Linked DNA regions of Podarcis muralis: region 2 is linked to region 1. A link is a contact called in public Hi-C data. All regions are on one chromosome and are shown on one strand. The core of a region is the stretch at or near the end of the contact, and the rest is flanking DNA. Distances in the headings are between cores, read along the strand shown. Region 1 holds the start of PDHX (pyruvate dehydrogenase complex component X). Region 2 holds the start of NAT10 (N-acetyltransferase 10).

Region 1 (4,652 bases), core at 401-2,900:
TTGCTGATATGGCTTGTGTCGATATGCACAGTACTATTAATAATAACAGCAATCGTTGCATCATGCTTCCCAGCCTGTAAATGAAAACTTTTCATCTGCTGAATTTTAGGTTTTCCCCAAAAGTGTCCCCTCGTTTTACAAACGGAAGTTCCCCTAGGAAAGCGAGCGTGGGGACCGTGGCAGCTTAGCCTTGCTCCGGCGGGCGATCTTCCCTGCTCCACCTGGGACTCTCGGCGACTGAACCTGGTTCCTCCCCTCCCACCACGAGCCTCCTCTCTTCTGCGTGAGGGGAGAGGGAAAGAGAGAGAGGCTGGAGCTGCTCGGCTTTGCTCTTTACCTCGGATTTCTCCAGGCCCTTCCTGCAAGCACAGCCACAGTCGCCTCGCTGCTGCTGCTTTTCAGCCATCTCGCTGCACGCGAGGAAGAGAAAAGACCCCGGCGCAGGGAGGAGCTTGGCTGAGCCGCCTGCAAAAAGGGGCGGCTGCCCTCCAGGTCGGCGGCAGTGAGTCCTTATGTCCTGCAACCCTATCACCTCAACCCTGATGATCCACAACAACAAAAACGCGATGCATTCAGTGGAATGCATACATTTACTCAAACGTGAAACAGACCAAGTTCAACCGGAGCTTACTCCCAAGAAAAGGGTCGCAGCCATAAGGCTCCAAATGTGGCTATTTAGCAGGCGGGGATGCGTGTCTCCGTGCCTAATTTGCCGCTTAGTAGGGAGTGATAATGCCTTTTATTTTACATGTTTGTTATGAATTCGCCCACGAGGCTAGATATGACTGGGGAGCAGCTGGTGAATCTTTTAAGTCCACAGAAGGGACGGGGAAGCGGGGAGCAGGTGTTGTTAGACTCCAACTCCCAGCATCCCCGGCCAGCGCTGCCAATGGTCTTGCACGATGGGAGCTGGAGTCCATCAGCGCCCGAAGGCTCCCGCTTTGGCTATCCCTCCTTTTGCAGGCACAAGTACCAATCCATCACTACCCTCTAATAGCCACACGTCCGGATAAGAAATAATTCTGAATCTGCTTTGGGTTCAATTTATTTATTTAAACAAGATACACAATGCTGCACGGCGCCCACCATCTCCTATGCGTTTGCTGCATCCTTTCTCCTGCCTTGGTTCCCCTCTCTCATATACCGGTATGTGAAAATTGTTGAGTCAGAGTTACTGAATGGACAACACATGTCTCCGTTTTCTTTGTCTCCCCGGATCTATTTTATTGCCTGGGCCTCGGGACTGATCAAGTCACCTGTTCTTTGTAAGATGGCACTATATAAGTAATAAATATCAGATGGGCACAGAGATGAAGCCTCTTTGGGCGAGAGGCTGAGGAGGAGTGAGTGGTGTCAGATGCGAGTGAACCAGGGAGACCATTTGCTTATTTCCAACCAGCCGGTTTCGAAATGTGCCTTTGCCTTTAGACTACGGCTGCTTGCCACGTTTATTTCAATGCCTGAAAAAAATAAAAATAAAAATCGACCTAGAGAGAGAGAGAGAGAGAGAGAGAGAGAGAGAGAGAGAGAAAACCTGGTGCATTCACCCGCTCGCGGTGCCCGGAGGAATTCCTCTCGCGCGCATTTTCGTTCAGGCGCTTAAAGGGCACCGCGCCGTCGTGGGAGTATTTCTTTTCAGGCAGCGGCGAGGACAGCCCGGTGGGCGAAGGGAGGGGGTGGTGAGAAGAGGGAAAGATGGCCGCCTCCTTGCGGCTGAGCTGCAGCGGCCGTGGAGCCGCGAAGCTGCTGCTGGGCAGGAATGTCGCGCTGGGGGCTCCCGCTTGCCGGCCTCCCGCGGCTGCCTGGAGGTTCCTGCACCTCACCCGGGAGCGGCTGGGTGAGTGCTGGGTTTCATTACAGACAGAAGCCCCGCATTGGTCACCTGCCTCTAAAGGGTCGGGGTTATTTGGCTGCCTGTGGGATCAGCTCGCAGGGTCATTGATTTTGGGGGCGCTGGTGGGAAAAAGAGGCTTGCTTGTTTGGGTGGTCGGAGGGTGGCAGGTGCCCTTGCTCTGGGATGGAGTTTAGGCTGCATCCCCGGCATGCCTAGCGGCCTTTCACGTAGGGCTGTCTTTTCGATGTACCTGCAGCTGCTTCTGTTATGTCACAGTTCGTTTCTATGCTGCCTTTGGGGCGAACAGCGTCCCCGATCCGGTTTTCAAATCCTAAATTCAAACGGTATGATTGAGTGGGTTTTCATGTGTCACTCGCTTAAAAAGAGATTTAAAAGTAAAAACCAAAACCAAACAGACATATTTTTTGTGCCTAAAAGCAAAAACACCAGCCCTCCAAAAATGTGAAAAAGGGAGTAGGAGTAACTCCAATACGGTGCAGGTAGCTAATATATTGTTTACTATAAACTACCCACCAGTCCTACTCAGCATGGTCAGTAGCCAGAGATGATGGGATTTGTAGTCTAAAATATTTTAAAGGAGTTAGGTTTTAGAGAAGAAGGAACAGCTGGAAAATTTTTGTCCTTGATGTGTAACAGTCTCTTCAGCAATGTCTCTGAAGCTGTTCCTCTTAGTACCTTAGCTTTTAGTGATAAAAATCAGCAGTCTGAGAAGATGCCACAATATACACTTGTAGAATCTGGTAATTGGAAGGGATGCTGACGGTCATCTAGTCTAACCCCCTGCAATGCAGGAATATCAACTAAAGCATCCATGGAAGATGGCCATCCAACCACTGCTTTAAAACCTCCAGAGTCTCCCAAGGGCATCCATTACACTGTCGGGCAGCTCTTACTTGGCATTCACTCGGGTGTTCTTGTAAAATGAAACATTCATGAATTATTTTTTAAAAGGCAGTAAAAATGGGAACTTTTAACACATTGAAATGAAAAGTTACAGAATCTTAGAAAAGTCTGTCAATTCCAGGCAATATGTTGAAAACAAAGAAATGGTTCAGATATTGGTTTTGATTATAAATAAGGCAGCATTCATGCACTCTGTCTGAATAAACTTCTGTCAAAGAGGACCCTTAAAATCCCTGTATTGTAGATTATTATCTAGGACACTCCTGTTCTTCATTTCAGAAGGACTTCCTTAGACAGAAGACAAGGGGTAGATGGTTTCTTAGAAGTAAGTCCAACTATGGTAGCTGGTGCTTACTCCCAGGTAGGTCTGCACAGGACTATAGTCTTCAGCCCTCATCATGTGTTTCTTGCATGAAGAGGTTGTGGGACCACACATTTTAGCCCTGCCCAAAACTTGTGTATTATGGAATTACTTCTAAAGCAGTGAGTTTCTTTCTGTTTATTTATCTAACTATTTGTTACCAGTCCTTCATAGTTACAAACAATTCCAGAACGAGATACATAGCAATTTTAAAACACAACACCTCAAATTACAAAATAAATATATTTGTAGACTCCCTGCACAATTTAGAGTACTGGAAGGTCAGGATTCTCAATCAAAGGGGAAACGTACAGTAATAGAAGAAGTAGCACCACCATTGGGCCAGGGCTAAGTGTGCAACCTTGCAGCGCCTTTGATGTGTGCTATCCCTTTGTGCGAGTAATGCTTAAAGAGGGCTTTAATGAACTCACGGCTTATGTAAAAACTGAACTGAGGGCTTTACACTCTGAGCCAATATGTCACACGAGCTCTGAAGCTGGAGGAGGTTGTTAGGCAGCATCATACCTGACCCTACATTACTTCTTCTGTGACTTTTCTGTACTGCCTAAAAGCTCTGCCTTATCTACTGATGGGGAATATTTGCAGCTTAGTAGCATTGACCCAGTTGAATGTTTGCAGCTTAGAAGCATTGACCCAGTCTGCTCCTATAGGTGGGCTTGCAGTGTCAATACTCTCTTATGACACTGGCCCAGAGAATGTCTGAAGGTGGTGAAGGTGGAGATGGTAATGGAGTCTGCCCTTGAGCTGTGCCTAGGTTGGAGAGCCATATTTAAGTTGTTGTGGAGTTTCTTGGAAGAAGAGTAGGACATGTACAATGCTAATGGTAGTAGTAGTTATTGCTTCCTGTCCTGAATATTGCTTTGACGGTGCAAGAAGCCACATAGTTGAGCTGGAAGACTCTTTGAAATCCACTGTTAGCCAAATTGCTACACTCCTTCAAAAAGGCAATCACTTTTACAATTGGGAGCAAAGCACACCACTCCATAAGTGATAGTCTAAAAGTTAATGTTAACTCATCTGGCCTCTAACCTTTCTGTATTGTTGCCTGTGAAATATTTCTCACCAGCCACAATAATTTTAACCTGTAGGTGGCAGAAGTACATATTCTGGAGCATAACAGTACAGTTATCTTAGATGAATATTTGCATAGAAAGGCTGCTTTCTAGCTGATAGATGCATAACTGAAGCAGGAAGAAGGATAAGGGATGGATCCCTACAATGAAAAATGATTTGACATCTTGTCCTGCCATTGATATGTTGATGAATATTGTAGAAATAGATGAAGTGAGATAATGCATGTTCCTGAGCTCTCTGGAGAAATGGGGACCATGGAAATAGGATTAATAAACATATTGTGTGTTGTACATTACTTTTAGTTGGCATTCATGAACTGTACAGTATTATGTGTTCAGAGATACTGGAGCACTATATCCTGGGTTCTAGCTAAGTCAATAAACGTAGCTTTACCACAGGAGTAGGAACCTCCAGCCCACAGACATAGTACAGCCCACC
Region 2 (4,571 bases), core at 1,649-4,148, 500 kb before region 1:
TAAAATCAAACGTTAGGAATAAAAATCTCCATGAAGGTTGTATTTCCCGTTGAACTGCCCTGTGCAACTGCCTAATGTTCAACACTTCCATTCATCTTAAGCCTGCCTCCTTCCTGTGATGTTGAATCTTCTTAATACTGTGGTTCAAACAATGTTCATGGATACACTTCTGAAGTTCACAATGATCATCCACAGTGGTAAAGGCTACATAGAAGAAACAACTACACTGGGATACTTGCTTCATTTGCAGCAACTATTTCAAGCCTGAATAGAGAAGGAAAACGCAGAGAATGGCCACGTTCATGCCATACATTTAAAACACTGATACCACTGTAAAACTTGTTAAGTGTGTCGAGACTTCTTGGAGACCTCTAATTCCCCTCCCAAAACTATAATTCCCAGTGGTTTAACAATCCCTATTCCGAGGAAACTGGCAAGGGAATACCGGTGGTCTCACAACCCTCAGCACCCCTAAGGGTGATATCCTAGTGTGTTATATATATGGTGTGAATGTGACCCGTATTACAAATGGCTGAAAAATGACACATAGTCCTGATAACCATTATGCTATATATTTGTCTTTTGAGAAGTGATATTTGTTTACTGTGTAGTCATGATTTATATATCTTGAGTGTGGATGGAGAAAAATAGGACTCCTGCTTTCCAGCCCTGCACTTCCCTCCCCACAAATAGACATCTGGGACTAAATCCAACTTCCTTGATCTAATTGGTGGACTACAATGAAAATATGTAACACTAAAACGTGACACTAAAATGATTTGTTCTATTAGAGAAGGTGATTTAAATAAGTTATTTACCTAAATTTCCTACTCACTAGGCACTTGTCCCATGTAGAGCTCACTTCAGAGTAAAGCACAGGCTTATGTTGTAAAGCACCCACAAACTAGGGAGCAGTGCTATTTTTCTTGAAAAAGAGGTATCGGAACTCTCTATGAACTCTCCTTGTTTTCTTGTCATTTTAGAGGCGCCCATCTGAGAGGTGCTGGACCTGAGTTCTGGCTGAAAAAAGCCCTGCTGGGGAGCAATTTGAAAACACAATCGTGTACATGTGAGGCTTGCATCTTGACAATACCATCAGTAAGGTCCATGGCTCTGTGGTAGAGTGCGTGTTTATTGGCAATGCACTTTAAGGCTCCCAATTGTTCACGGGCTACCACAGCCACATCTCCACCTGCCCACGATGTAGATCTCAGGTGTGGGGCAGTTGGTGTAATCTTGGGTAAAATGCCTTGTAGCAGAGCCAGCCTGCCCGCGAGATGTGATGAAATGCCTACTTCCGGTAGCGGAAGCACAAGAGGCAGCATTCTGCCCACTTCCACCACTGCCAGAATGCCCCCCTCTCAGTGGCAGTGAAAGTGTGTGTATGGGGGGTGGAGTGTGGCAGCGGTGGGGACAGGAGGTGGCAATTCCTGATTCACCTCAGGTCACAAAATGGACTGGGTTGCCCCTGCCTTGTAGGCTAAACTGGAAATTGTGCCATACCTGAATCACACCCCGCCCCCCGGCCAGTGTACACAATACTGAGCTAGATTAATCAATTTATTATAGACTGTATAATGCAGCTGTGTTCCTGAATCTCAAGTTAATTTGCTTAGCCTTAAGACTATGATGCTATACATATTTATCTGGCAGGGAGTTATCTCTGAATTCAACAAGACTTCTGAGTAGACAGGCCTGGGACTGTACTGTTAATCCCTATCCCAAACTTGATTATTGGAAGTTCATTAGCTAAGTCTTACTACTGGATATTTTGAGGTTTCTGTTCTGGGGAAAAAGTGGTTTCTGTAAGCTGTTTAAAAAGGTAGCTCTGTTACAAATGGTAAACAGGAATGGTGTTTGTAAACACACACACAAACACTTCAGTCAAGCCAACGATTCAAAAACTTAAAATTCAGCTGGAAGAATTGCATGGCCTGTATATATTTTTGTGTAGGCTGAGGAAGAGGTAGGAGAGACTGGCATCAAATTTTCGGCCATGATTCTGAGCCTTCTTGGTAGATAAGGCTACCAGGGACTTCTGCCCGTATCGGCTATGTGCGCTACGTCTAAATGCCAGTTGGGAATTACAACGTGGGGAGTGTTGCTGTTACACTCAGGTCCCGATTACGGGCTTCCGAATGGTTGACTACTGTAGGAACAGGATACTGGACTCAGATGGACTTTGGGGAGCTCATCCTGCAGGGCTATATTCTCAGCAACACTATTTGCGTTGTGGCGACAGTAACGAAAGAGTGCATCACAGGGCGAGATCTTTCTTTGAGAGGATGAAATACACGGGAGCCCTTCGAGGAACTGAAGCGGGCAACGCACATGGCTGAGAAGCAAAGCTGGAAACGGAACGTGGAGGCGCTCCCGGAAAAAATAAATGCGGGTTTGCAGAATCAGAAGAATATTTGCATCAGCCACTAGGCATAGCAATAAAATAAAATGTACTGAAGATAGAGATACAATGCATTTTGGGGGTTTACATCCATAATCAAATAGTAGATCTTACTCTAACTGCCCCCTCGGAAAACCTTGCAGTTTTTGCTGTCACCTGAAATTAGCGGGGTTACAGTCTTATTGGCAGGTTTCAGCTCAGCGCTATGCGCGCATGGCTATGCGGTAGAGAGGGACCAAGTGCCTAGGACTGGGCTCGAAGGCACCGGGACTCTCAAGATCCGTATGTCATGGAAAGGCCCGCGGCTACCAATTCCAGCCAGCTTCGCAAGCGGGCGGACGCTAAACGCACGAGGACCGCCGGCGCCTCCTCCTGCTCCTCCTCTTCCTGCTCGTGGCGAATACGATATCAAAAAGCGCCCAGGCGAAAAAGGCCCCCGGCTGGAATTCCACCCCCCCGCCGCTCCGTACCTAGAATCCTTTATACTATAGGCCTCGGCTCGGCGTAAAGCCCTTGCCGGCCGTGTTGCGCCTGGCGGCCCCAGCGCCGCCTCTTTCCGGAAGGGCATCCTTGCAGGCTGTGCCTGAGTCAGCAGCCAGGGTCCTTCCTCTCCGCTGCGCAGCCCATGTGGGCCCCCTCCCCCTTGCACGTGGGAAGCTGGCACCAGAGTTTAAAGGCACCAGGGTCCTCTTGGCTTACAGAACTGGTTTCTGTAAGGAAGGAAGCAGAAAAAGCAAGGGAACAGTCTCCGAGTCAGCGGCTGGGTTTGGAGGCATCTTCCTTGTTTGCACGTGTCGATTCCAATTTTGTGTACCCAAGGTATTGTTAAGAGCAGCAAGACGGTCGCGAAAAGGGCAGTAATCATAATGATAATAATAATAATTGGCTGGGCAATCGGAATGAGCAGCTGGTGGGGAAACTCCTCTGTGAGAAAAGGTTACAACATTGAGGGTTTTTAGTTTAGGGGTCAGGGAGACGAGTTGAAGTGGGGAGACGTGTCAGAGGTGCTGGAGGATTGGTGTTCTTATGCTTAGGATGAAAAATGCAATCTTGGGATGGATGGTATTTGCTATTCCCCACCCCCCACCCCCAGACTGCTGTCTCCGTGAAAACTGAAGCCACCCTGCACTGAATCGCTACAATATCTCTTAAAAACTTTACAGGATCTCTAGCTGAAAATGCAGCGCAAGAAAGTGGACAATCGCATCCGGATACTGATCGAGAATGGAGTAGCTGCACGGCACAGGACACTTTTTGTGGTTGTAGGGGATCGTAGCAAAGATCAGGTGAAGTGCAGCCCGTGACTTCTTTTCTCTAATGTATATAACCTTCATCCGGGTGCTGTTAATGCGCTTGTGGAAAGTGCTGGCTTCTTATTTGGGAGATTTGTGCAAGCAGTTAAAATAAAAGCAGTGGCCATATGTGGTTGTTTCATTCAGCTTGGGATTGCTCATCATAAATCTAAATTGGGGATGGGGAACCTGCAGCCCTTCAAAAGTTGTTGGATTACAACTCCTGTCATCCCTAACCTTTGGCCATGCTGGTTGGGGCTATGGGAGCTGGAGTTCAGCAACATCAGGAGGGCCACTGGTTCCCTACCCTTGAGTAACATGGTCATTTTCCAGGGACTTTTTACACTGTGACCCATTTCTGCAGAGAAGGTATCTGCTGCGATTTCCATTGTTGTTGTTTTGATACCCACCCTTTACCCCCAAGCTCCAGGGGTAATTTAAAAATACAACATTAAAACCAGTGCAAAGTTAATTGCATTTATCTCCCAAGTGTCAAAGGCCAGGATAAAGAGCTGTGCCTTCTTCAGCATATAGTAGAAATACAGTGAAGATTTTGGATGCACTTCTGCGGGGAGGGAGTTCCATAACTTAGGGGCTGCCACAGATAATTCCATCTCCTGGGTCACATACCTCCTGAACTGAGGGACTACCAAGAGCGTCCCCTCTGCTGAGGGTCTGTAGAGAAGGAGAAGCTAAAATCATTGCTGTCTGTGGAAATCTATCTGCATATTGCTGGTTCACTTGGGAAAAATGTCACGAGGTTGTACTTCCATGTGTGCCCACAAATTACTTTTTGAGTTGGAACTTTAATTGTAATAATTACAGTGTGTAGTTCACCCAATGAAGGATCTGGGAGTAATTTACTGATGACAGTTTAT

Evidence for each region. A called contact is a pair of places that touch in the nucleus more often than the background predicts.
Region 2: a contact with region 1 is called in a Hi-C map of blood, with 8 times the contacts expected there. The contact joins the promoter of NAT10 here to the promoter of PDHX in region 1. A contact is called at or near these places in 2 of 3 Hi-C or Micro-C datasets (blood and tail).

The regions. Positions count from the first base shown.
Region 1 is chr1:56,801,411-56,806,062 of rPodMur119.hap1.1, reverse strand. It overlaps PDHX (pyruvate dehydrogenase complex component X), which reads left to right and starts at 1,650. Exons shown (of 11, transcript XM_028728166.2): 1 at 1,650-1,837. The coding sequence starts at 1,696. It overlaps APIP (APAF1 interacting protein), which reads right to left and starts at 457. Exons shown (of 7, transcript XM_077929224.1): 1 at 338-457.
Region 2 is chr1:57,304,601-57,309,171 of rPodMur119.hap1.1, reverse strand. NAT10 (N-acetyltransferase 10) reads left to right here and starts at 2,898. Exons shown (of 29, transcript XM_028728198.2): 1 at 2,898-3,220; 2 at 3,565-3,687. The coding sequence starts at 3,580.